Regions from separate parts of the Sus scrofa genome. Here all the other regions are linked to region 4. Evidence: chromatin contacts called from public HiChIP or PLAC-seq data. All regions are on one chromosome and are shown on one strand. Each heading gives the region's core, a stretch centred on a gene start, on an enhancer-like site or on the middle of the called end of the contact. The rest is flanking DNA. Distances are from core to core; before and after follow the strand shown.

The links. HiChIP or PLAC-seq counts read pairs in DNA pulled down with a chosen protein or histone mark.
Region 1: an H3K27ac HiChIP or PLAC-seq map of alveolar macrophages shows a contact between it and region 4. The contact joins the enhancer-like site here to the promoter of LOC100622859 in region 4. A contact is called at or near these places in 6 of 47 Hi-C or Micro-C datasets (alveolar macrophages, embryonic fibroblasts, epiblast stem cells and 2 more) and 1 of 2 datasets of contacts at active chromatin or transcription factors (alveolar macrophages).
Region 2: an H3K27ac HiChIP or PLAC-seq map of alveolar macrophages shows a contact between it and region 4. The contact joins the enhancer-like site here to the promoter of LOC100622859 in region 4. A contact is called at or near these places in 1 of 5 promoter capture datasets (liver), 25 of 47 Hi-C or Micro-C datasets (adipose tissue, alveolar macrophages, blood and 13 more) and 2 of 2 datasets of contacts at active chromatin or transcription factors (alveolar macrophages and skeletal muscle).
Region 3: an H3K27ac HiChIP or PLAC-seq map of skeletal muscle shows a contact between it and region 4. The contact joins the promoter of YAP1 here to the promoter of LOC100622859 in region 4. A contact is called at or near these places in 1 of 5 promoter capture datasets (liver), 1 of 47 Hi-C or Micro-C datasets (embryonic fibroblasts) and 1 of 2 datasets of contacts at active chromatin or transcription factors (skeletal muscle).

Annotation. Positions count from the first base shown.
Region 1 is chr9:33,283,835-33,286,555 of Sscrofa11.1, forward strand. The region is part of intron 6 of MMP20 (matrix metallopeptidase 20); the gene reads right to left. Among named protein-coding and RNA genes, the nearest start is that of MMP20, 23 kb to the right of the region's middle. Within about 2 kb of position 1,432, at least 2 of the 83 cell types and tissues checked have an H3K27ac peak or open chromatin away from gene starts, as enhancers often do. A contact at or near this core is called in alveolar macrophages, where this site is marked.
Region 2 is chr9:33,192,348-33,195,047 of Sscrofa11.1, forward strand. No RefSeq gene overlaps it. Among named protein-coding and RNA genes, the nearest start is that of MMP7, 31 kb to the right of the region's middle. Within about 2 kb of position 1,279, at least 5 of the 83 cell types and tissues checked have an H3K27ac peak or open chromatin away from gene starts, as enhancers often do. A contact at or near this core is called in alveolar macrophages, where this site is marked.
Region 3 is chr9:32,810,192-32,812,891 of Sscrofa11.1, forward strand. It overlaps YAP1 (transcriptional coactivator YAP1), which reads left to right and starts at 1,438. Exons shown (of 10, transcript XM_021062706.1): 1 at 1,438-1,576; 2 at 1,579-1,760. The coding sequence starts at 1,438. It overlaps LOC102157672 (a long non-coding RNA gene), which reads right to left and starts at 1,441. Exons shown (of 2, transcript XR_002335614.1): 1 at 321-1,441.
Region 4 is chr9:33,040,225-33,042,966 of Sscrofa11.1, forward strand. It overlaps LOC100622859 (putative inhibitor of apoptosis), which reads left to right and starts at 1,368. Exons shown (of 8, transcript XM_013979324.2): 1 at 1,368-1,520.

The DNA.
Region 1 (2,721 bases), core at 182-2,681, 240 kb after region 4:
GCATCCTTGTATTCTCTGGCTTAGCAGGTGCCTGGCACCTATAGGACTAGATTTGTGTCCGCTGAACTCTTGTTCCTTTTTGGTTGTACTGCACTGTCTCCCTCCCCACCTGTGTAAGCTGATTCTCCTAGTCTTTCATTTTCAAGAGAGACTCCTCATCTTTGCTATCAAGGTAATCCAGCCGGACTGGGCACTTTTATTTTCCACCATCTTCACCCCTTACTCTCCTTGACTCTGTTTTTCTCTGTCACTCTTTTTCCTAGTTTCAGGGGGAAGAGGGGTCTTTCTTCTTTCTATCATATTGATGCTCTCGGTAAAATTAATGCTTCTCTCCCCTGAGACTGGACACTGGTGCAGTGAAAAAAGCGAGGGGTGCTTGAGACTTTGTTTTGTTATTGGGTGTGTGATCTTGTATGAGTCACTTAATTTTTCTGAGACTTAATTTCCTTCTGTCAAATAATAAGTAATAATTAATAATACTGTGCTAATACTTCAAAGGTTCACTTGAAATACTGCACATGAAAGTTTTATAAACTGTGGAATACTCATAATTATTTGTAGTACTTTGAAAAGACATGTTTTTACTCTGCAGATTTATTAATTATGTAAAACAGAATTTATCAATAGAGCTAAGTTTCCTTCTAAACTTGTCTCACTGATAGAAATGTTTGTCTCTGGAAACTTTGTGAAGTACAATCATATCATTGGCCAAGAAGCCATTCATTCATTTGCAGGGAGCTCGAACCATCATGGCTGTTTATATCAGAATGTCTTAGAGGCCAAGAAATCAAACATGCATCATCCATCTCACTGAACCCAAGAAAAACAGAGCTTTAAAATTAAAAACCCAGAGTTCCTGTTGTGGCGCAGCAGAAACGAATCTGACTAATATCCATGAGGATGTAGGTTCAATCCCTGGCCTCGCTTAGTGGGTTAAGGATCCGGCATTGCCATGAGCTGTGGTGCAGCTTGCAGACGTGGCTTGGATCTGGCGTTGCTATGTCTGTGCCATAGCTGGCAGCTGTAGCTCTGATTCAACCCCTAGCCTGGGAACTTCCATATGCCACAGATGCAGCCCTAAAAAGAAAGAAAAAGTAAAATTAAAAACCGATACGTAGACAATGGTTAAAAATAATCAAAGCTCTGCATAGTGTCCTTAAATTGTTTATATCGGTCTGAGGAGCCTGTGGAGATCCATATTTATAAGCCATAACTTGTGAAGAGGTGAAGAATCGTGTTCTTAGTCAGAGTGAGTCAGCGATCTCAGCACACCTTCTGCCTCTTAGTCTGTATTTATAATACATAACAGAGAATCAGTCTGAGTAAATACAGTGCCATTTGTTGACTTTCAGTGATGCAACCTTATAGCCAGAAAAGAAATATCTCCAGGGAGACTGAAGGAGGAAGACTTCCTCTTTGGTTTTGCAGGCTTTCCTCAAGCCCACGGAACCCTGGGAAAAGTGAGATTCCAACAGAGCCACCTAAGAGCAGAGGTTACTGACTGTACTGTCCCTTCTTCCCAGAGTGCTTTGCCTTCCTTTTTCTTCATTGGCTGCTTTTCATATTTTCAAGTGCACCCAGGTATTTCTCATCTTGAAAAAACCCTCCTTTGACCGTGTTTCCTCTTCCAGCTGTTACCATAGCTCTTTGTTATTAACAAGATTCTCAAATGAATGCTCTACATCTACCATCACCATTTGCCTTTTCACTCCATGATCTGGATTTCTTCCTTACCACTCTGCTGAAACGACTTTCCTTCATTATCCTGGCCAGTCATCTCTTTTCTTCAGTCCTCACTTTGGTGATTTCTGTAGAATTTTCTATTTATCACTTAAAAAAAAGAGAAGCTCTTCTTTTCTCTGATTTATCTAGGGCTCTATTACAGGGATTCTGTCTCTGATGTCAAGTAGACCTAGGTTAAAATTCTACCTGGGAAAAGAACAGCGTGGATTAAATGAATCGGTGTCTATAAAATGCTTCGCATAACACATAGCACATTGTAAAATGTCAGCTTTTACTGTAATGATTATTACTACAGTTTATTTTCAAATCTTTCACTACGTCCTCCATGTAGGAAATTCGATAACCTACGAAGCCCCGGAGCACTGGCTTATTACTGTTGAATCCCAATAGAATTGCCATCATTTTAAATTCAGCACATCTAAAATTGAGTTTTTCTTTATGTATCCAAAAAATCTCTATGATTTTTCTATCTATGTGAGCCATGCTGCTATCTTTGACTCCTCCTTTTCCATCATTTTCACCAAATTAGTGTCCAAGTCCTGATGGTGATTCCTTCAGGAAGCCTCTCTCTGAAGAGAGGTTGCCCCTCTCTTCAGTCTCTATTTGCAAGACCCTTAAACATGTTTTCCTTTGCTTTCTAATATATATAACATCTTTCAAAATGTGACAATTAGTGACTGACAGATTATTATTTTTTTTCTTTTTACAACTGCACCTGCAGCCTATGGAAGTTCCTGGGTTGGGTTTGAATTGGAGCTGCAGCTGCTGGCCTACACCACAGCCACAGCAACCCCAGATCTGAGCCGCATCTGTGACCTATGCCGCAGCTTGTGGCAATGCCAGATCCTTAACCAAGTGAGTGAAGCCAGGGATTGAACCTGCATCCTCATGGACACTATGTCGGGTTCTTAACTCACTGAGCCACTGCAGGAACCCCCTGACGGATGTTTTTAAATAAAGAATCCTATTTTGAGAATA
Region 2 (2,700 bases), core at 29-2,528, 150 kb after region 4:
AGTTTAGCTAATAAGTCACAAAATAAAACAAAGTCAATTTCTAGCCAATACTTTTTCAGGACACAAATTTATACTTTTTTTTTTTTTTCTTTTTAGGGCTGCACCCACTGCATATGGAAGTTCCCAGGCTAGGGGTTGAATCAGAGCTACAGCTGCTGGCCTAGGCCACAGCCACAACACCACCAGATCCCAGCCCCATCTGCGACCTACACCACAGCTTGCGGCAATGCTGGATCCTTAGCCCATGAAGCAAGGCCAGGGATTGAATTGCATCCCCATGGATACTAGTTGGATTCATTTTTGTTGGGAAATCTGTCCCAAGTAAGTTATAATTAGCATCTTCTAAGCATTAATTCTTAATATACTGAATAGAAACCATTTAGCTATTTCAAATTTAAATTAGCCTCCATTAGACCTATCATTCTTGATTTATACCATTGTCTTCTAGAAGATGCCCCAAATGAAAATTTTGAGTATGTTAATTCAAACACTGCATTCATTCATTCATTCATTCAACCATTCAACAAATTCATTTTTTTTTAGGTAATTTTGTTCCAGTGAGGGTGCTAATCCTTAGGTTTCTAATTCAAAACAATTTAAATATAGACTCTACTTTTTCTGCCAAGAACTACACTTTTCATATCAATGTCATGGGGGAGGAGAAGCTTTTAAAAAGTATAAATTAAATGATTCCTTAGATGAAGAGGATGTAATCTGCTTACTTTAGGGTAGATCCTTTACAGAAGATGATCTAGTTATAGATAATGAGAAGGTATAATTAGGTGTTAAATTTGAATAGAATTCTACTCTTATTTAAGGTTCCCAAACTTTTCTGAATAATTGCTTGTTTTTATTCAGGGCTAAAAGTACGTGCTAATTTGAGAGGAAAAAGAAAGAAGCTTGTCAAATGTGCTTGCTATGATGCTGAGGTAGTTCCCAGGGCCTCTTCCAAGTTTATGTTTAGCCCATACACATGCACATAAAACAAATGACAATCCTTATTATTAAAGACTAGGAAAACAAGTCCACCCTTACTTGGTTACTTTATGAGCAAGGAGAATCATAGGTTCTTGGTCCTAAAGTCTATAATTCGAAGGAAAATGCCTTCACAAAAGAAATTAGGAATGAAAGACTGTTGTTCCTTAAAGTTTAACTCATTGTTCTTTGGTAATCATAATGCCACTTTTCTTTCTCACCAATTAAAGTTGCAACAGTAGCTCACAGATGTCACTTAGCTGGAGTCAAGCCAAAGTGCAATTTGTCATCCTCTTTATGCTTCCTAGTAATGGGACTAACCCTTTCACACCTAAAATGATCCGTGAATAAGTAGGCAGGGGTCACGTTGCATGACAACCTTCTGTACTTGCAGAAAGTAAAAAATTTACCTCCAAAGAAATAATTGTGGTCCCCAGGGTCTCCAGGTCTATGCCTGAACAGTAAAGCACTAACTCTGAATTCTCTTTTTGTTCTTTGAGGTATGGACACCTGGGCTGTGATGGCAAATGAGGGTGCGAACTAGAATTTATTTTTGCTGATCCATTCAGCCTTTTAATTGCAGCAAATATACTTTCAGTTAGAACTGATTTCCTCTGGTTTAAATGACAGATGGTTTCTTAAGAGGAAGGGTGACACCATGTGGCAGTTTTAAAACATGACTACAAATTCTTTGGCACTTCCCAAAGTGGGTCCCCCCCTTGTCTTTACTCTGGTTGGCTGTGATTGCTTTGACCAGTAGAGTGTCAAAGTGATGCTGTGTGACTTCTGAGGCTACATAGAAAGGGCTATACTACTTCACTTTGTTTGTGGGAAGACTTGCTCTTGGAGCCTTGAACCATATGTGTGAAGTCTGACCTCTCTCCATGCTGGAGAGACCACGTGTATGGTTGACAGCCCAGCTGAGCCCAGATTTCTAGCCATCCATTACAAAGTGGCAGATGTGTGAGTGAACCCATCTTGGACCCTCCAAGCCAGCCCATCTGCCCCATGGAACAAAATAATTAACCTGTGGAACTTTGCCCTCATTCCTGACCCACGAAATCATGAGATTTAATAAAATTACTATTGTTTTAAGTGACTATTTAGGGTTATTTTTAATGCAATGAGAAAAAATTGTCTTAGTTTGGGTCTTCCAAAGAATAGATGCTAAGACAGGATTAGATATGCAAGGGATTTTTAAAAAATTTTTTATTTTTAAGGCTATACTCTAAGCATGCGGCAATTCCCAGGCTAGGGTTTGAATCAGAGCTATAGCTGCTGACCTATGCCACAGCCACAGCAATGCTGGATACTTAACCCACTGAGTGAGGCCAGGAATCGAACCTGCTTTATCACAAACACTATGTCGGGTTCTTAGTCCACTGAGTCACAATGGGAACAAAAAGAGATTTTTTTTTTCTTTCAGTTTTATTGATGTGTGATTGACATACAACAGTGTATAAACTTAAGTCATATAGCATAATGGCTTGACATACATATCTATTGCGAAATGATTACCACATTAAGTTTCGTTAACATCCTCATATAGTTACAATTTTTTTTCCTTTATGATGAGAACTTTTAGGATTTACTCTGGTAGCATCTTTTAAATATACCATACAACATTGCTAACTATAGTCATTATATTTATATAATGGCACTTATTTATCTTCTCATTGGAAGTTTGTACCTTTTGACCACCTTCACCCAATCCCCACATTCCCC
Region 3 (2,700 bases), core at 188-2,687, 230 kb before region 4:
CTGAGTGATTTCAAATGGACTCCTTGCATTTATAACTGCCACAAGGAGAACCAGGTGCGTGGGGTGAGCTTCTCACCTGTTCATTTCTTACTGCTTACCGAGTCCGTGCTTGTGCCAGGCACAGGGATAACAAAGAGGTAGGCGCCTATCCCTTGGAGGATGAATGACAGGTACACAGATGACCGCTTATAACCCAAATTAAGCTTTTTTTTTTTTTTTTTTTTTTTTTGCGTTGAGGTTTTCATAACTCTGCTGCAAGTTTGAGCACTAAAAAAAGTTTTCACTTTTTAAACAGGCAATTTTTTTGTTTAGTAAATTACCTTGTCACAGATCTGGTCTTCGAGCTTCAAATTACAGTAATCGTTTACTCCATTCAAGTGTGTTTTGCATATTAATAAGTTAAAAAAATCAAGTCGTTAAAAAAAAGGACCCTTATTAAAATCAGTGTCTGTTACAGGTACCATTGTGCTCCAATCTAGTCCTGAGGCTTTGAGCCCATACTGACACTCGAGTTGGTCAAGTAGAGCTAACGCGGGGAGGGTTTAAGTGGATTTACACGTCCTCTCTAGACTTCTCTCGGCCTTAGCTGTTTCGCATCTAGGAAGCCTTTCAACCTTTCCCGGGGACTGGCGGGGAACGGGCCGCGCCGGGCGGGAGGACTTCCTGCGGCCAAGGGCGGCCGCGTTCCCCGCAGAGACCAAACTCCAACCCAGTCTAGACCCAACATTCGTCGTCGGGCCAGCCGCCCTCCTGGTGCGGATCCCCAGGCACGCTCCCGGCCCCGGCCCGAAGCCCGGTAGAGTCCAGGCCGGCGGGCGGGCTAGTCACGTGCGGCCGGGAGGGGCGTTGGAGGCCCAGAGTCTGCAGGAATGTAGTTAACTTGCTGGGGAAAGTTTCCCTCCGCGGCCGGCCACAGATTCGGTGCGGGCGGGCGCGCAGAGGAAGGAAGAGCCGCGAGGAGGCGGAGCCGCGCGCGGCTCGGGCGGGCGGTTCTCTCAACTTTAGTTTTGGCGTCCGAGGCAAGTTTCTGTCTCAGTCGGGCGCAGCCGCCGCCGGGGAAAAGAAAGGGAGGAAGGAAGGAACACGAAAAGGAAATAAGAGAGAAAGGGGGAGGGGAAAGGCAACTAGCTGTCCGGCATCCGTCAGGGGAGTGAAGGAAAAAAGTTCTCGGGCGCTGCAGGTTCGGGTCTCTGGCAGCCCCTCCCGAGGCTCAGCCGCCGGACCAGTGGAGCCCGGGCGCAGGGCGGGGGCAGAGGCGCCGGGGCGGGGGATGCGGGGCCGCGGCGCAGCCCCCCGGCCCTGAGAGCGAGGCGAACGCCGCTCCCGCCGCTGGCCCACTGCCCTTGCCGCTTCTCCCCTCTCGACCCGTCGAGCCGGGGCGCCCGGGTGGAGCCGTTGCCCGCCTAGTCTGGGTGCGCGTCGGGGGAGGCAGAAACCATGGATCCCGGGCAGCAGCAGCCGCCGCCTCAACCAGCCCCCCAGGGCCAAGGGCAGCCGCCTGCGCAGCCCCCCCAGGGGCAGGGCCCGCCGTCCGGGCCGGGGCAGCCGGCACCCCCGGGGTCCCAAGCGGCGACGCAGGCCCCCCCGCCGGACACCAGATCGTGCACGTTCGGGGGGACTCGGAGACCGACCTGGAGGCGCTTTTCAACGCCGTCATGAACCCCAAGACGGCCAACGTGCCCCAGACCGTGCCCATGAGGCTCCGGAAGCTGCCTGACTCCTTCTTCAAGCCACCGGAGCCCAAATCCCACTCCCGACAGGTAACCTCGCCGCCCCTCACCCCACTTCCCCGTCGGCGGGCCCCAAGCCCGGGGGCGCTCGGGAGCGGCGGCCGCCAGTCCTAGCCGGCGGTGGGGGGGTTCCGGGAGCGCTAGCGGTGGCGGGACGGGGGCTCGCGGAGAGCCAGAGGGACCGGAGACGCCCGCCCGGCCGCGGCTCCCCACTTCTCCCAGAGTCCGGGGCCGAGATTTGTTTTTCCCCTCGGAGTTTCTCTGCGGTTGCTGCCCCGGGGGGCGTGCTTTTCCCTTTCCTTTCTTTCTTTCTTCCTGGGGTTCCCGGGAGGTTGGCGGGAGTGGCGGGGGAGGTGGGGAGGAAGGAAGGGGGTGGGGAGAGTCGGCCCGGGCCACGGTGGGCTTGCACAATGCGCGCGCCTCCGCGCGCTCCGCACCTTCGCTCCCGCCGCCGCCGCCGCCGCCGCCGCGGGCCCGGGAAGGGGGAGGGGGGCCTCTGGCATCTGTGTGTGGGTGAGCTGCCAGCGGCGGCCGAGTTTGTGAAGTTGAGCCCTGGGCCCCCTTTCCTTCGGGGCCTCTCGGTCCACTTCAGTCTCCTGGGGAGTCAAATAATTGTTCTCTTGTTTTCCAGTGTTGATTAGGGGTGGGGGTTGAACCAGTCCATTTAGTTTCTCGCTCTTTCTCCCCCTCCCCCTCCCGAAAGCATTTATTTTCCTCGCGGCCCCGGCGCTTTCTGAATACAGGATCCAGACTTTCCTGGAAGTTGTTTATGGAGTTAGTGCTTTCACCCCTGCCCTTCCCTTGCGCCTTGGAACTCAGGCAGCCTCACTCTTATCAAACCTAGTAGGTTCACGTGTTGGCTTCCCAATTGCAGACTATTATTTACAGTCTGCTGAAATGCTTTTAAATTAGCCACATCTGCACGTTGCGCAGGACCTGAGTTGTGCTTACAGTGCCTAGGTTTTAACAC
Region 4 (2,742 bases), core at 118-2,617:
GGTCAGGACAAGAACTGAAAAAGAGAAATAATCTTGAATCCAGAATGAACAAGTCTTGCTATATGTATTTTCCCACACATAAAAAGAAAGTTCTGTAACTTCCCAAGAGATTGTAACTTGAACTAAACACTGAAATACTATCAAAACTCATGTGCATATTTGGAAGAAGTTTTTAGTCATTGGGAATCAAGCATGCATTTCTTTTCTCTGTATCACAAGCTGTTACAAATACTTTTACTATTAACATTGGAACAGAAGCCCTCCTGTTCTGTTACTGACTGGCAGGCAGAAATGACGGGGAGGAAATGGGAAATGGTTCAGGGTCTCGGAATTCCCCTGGCTGCCTAATTAAGTGGCTTGTTATTTGGAAGTTTTTTTTGAAATATTTGCCCCCTGGAGTTCCCCTGAGAGAAGAAAGCATCCGATATCATTGACAATGAGTGTCTTCACAGAACATAAATTAAAAAATTCTCCTGCCGCCATTCAACTAATACTGCATGCAACTGTCTGTCTTCACCCCATTGCTAAAGAGGGGGCTGGAAAACGTCCCTGACTAGTAAAGGTAGTATTTTGTATTTACAATTTTTTTCTGACAGTTAACTTTTAAAATGTGATGGACAAATGGGCTCCTTTATGGTTCGTGTACGATTTACATATACACACATCTACATAAATGTATATATTCCGTTCTAGCCACATTCAGAAAAAAGGGGGAGTGAAGCCTGGCCTGAAACACCGTGTTCACTTTGCTAGTGATGAAAATAGGACACTTTTCGTTAATGCATTCGTCTCCAGAAGAGAAAAACAGAAAAGATAGTGATTATATAATAGATATGCCCCCCAACATTATAGAATCAAGGCTTCAAAATTAATCTGAGGCTGTTCTGCTTTCCAACACTTGGCTTTTTTCCCATCCCCAGGGCCAGCTGTGGAAGGTTGACGCCAGGCAGCTGCAAAGGGGAAATGGTTACAGCTGTTTACTTAGTTGCAGCCGAAACGCCTCCGGGCTGACTCCACCCTCAAACGCCGTCATCCACGCCGAGGGGAGGGTCCCATTGGAGGAATCCGGCCGGGAACTAATCCCGGCGAGTCGACGTGGGGAGAGGTTCGCCACCCGCGCCCGGGCGTTTCCCCAGGGCTTCCAAAGATTCAAACTCGACGGCTCTCGCCACGTCCCGCTCAGGAGGATGAGAGGGACAGCGAGGGAAAGTGCTCTCGCAGCGAGATTGAAGATTAGCACACCAAGCTCACGCCCAGCCCTGCCTTCCCCTGAGGGCTGACCGCGCGCTGGGTCCCGCTCTCCGCCCACAGACTCCGGGGCGCCCTCGCAGAGGGAGTGACGCGCACCCGGTCGGCGCGCTGACGTCATCGTGCGTCTGCGTGGGCCCTGAGCGGGCGGGGGGGGCCCCAGGAGCTCTAACTGCGCAGCCCAGCCGGCAGTTCAGCCCGCGTCGTTGCTCCCGGGACTGTGGAGGCTCCTGGTGGCACTGCTGTTTCGTGTTGGACGCGTCTGCCCTGTGGTGAGTGCAGGTCCTTCCGGACCCAGGCCTCGCGGGGCTGGGTCGGGGCGCGCAGGCCGCGGGGCCTGCCTTCCCCGAGACTGCAGTTGGGCTGGGGAGGACAGGGCCGGGAGTCGGGGGTCGCAGGTAGCAGTTAGCTCTTTGCTACTCTACTGTCGAAGATGCTTTTGTTTAATTCGGAAGCTCCAGTTCCAAGACATGCTGTCGAAAATAATTTTTTTAATTGACCTGTTTACAAGTCTACTCTGGCCGCTTCTCACTTTTCTGGCCCTTGGCCTTTGGCCAAGATGTTTTAAGAGTTTTTGCAGGGTTTTAAACTTAACCCTCGGTATTCCTTTATTTAATATATTCAAACGGAGACAGTAACGTATCGGCGAGATCTCTTGTTTCAGATAGGTACAACCCCGCTTTGCCACTTTAGTATTCTATTGTATATTGCGAGAAATAACTCGGGGAAATTAATAAAATTCCATAATTTCTCTTCTTTTTCCTTGCAGTCTGTCTCCTTCCCCTTCCCCCCAGCCACAGTTTGCCTAAAGAGGGCAAATCCTGTACAGTTCCTGCAGATTAAAAATATGCAAAGATAGGACCTCAAGTCCTTGTGTAACGGAGGCATTCATTCAAGCGGTCACATTCCCAAGGCCAGTGTTTCATAGGCCATTGTGCTGTGTTTTGTTTTGTGAGTTGCTTTCTGCGAATTGTTGCTTTGGAATTGTGAAGGCATTGTATTCACGAGTTCCTGGTGAATTTTAACTCTTAGTAGTTTTTTTGCCTAGTTCTGGAGAGACTTGACATTAAGAAATAACGTTATTGTCTGGATAACTGCTGTACTGTTGATGATGGGTGCAGTCTATTTTTCACCCTCCCTTTTTACCGCTAGCAAATTGCCATAGATAATTATCCTTAAACTAAATTATAAGTTGTCACCAGAAGAGGGGAGGAGGAGTTCCCGTTGTGGTGCAGTGGAAACGAATCCAACTAGGAACCATGAGGTTGTGGGTTCGATCCCTGGCCTTGCTCAGTGGGTTAAGGAGGTCTCAGACGCGGCTCGGATCTGATGTTGCTGTGGCTGTGGTGTAGGCCGGCAACTATAGCTCTGATTGGACCCCTAGTCTGGGAACCTCCTTATGCCCCGGGTGGCCCTAAAAAGCGCGCGCACACACACACACACACACACACACACACACACACACACAAGAAGAAGAATAGGGGAGGAGACCAG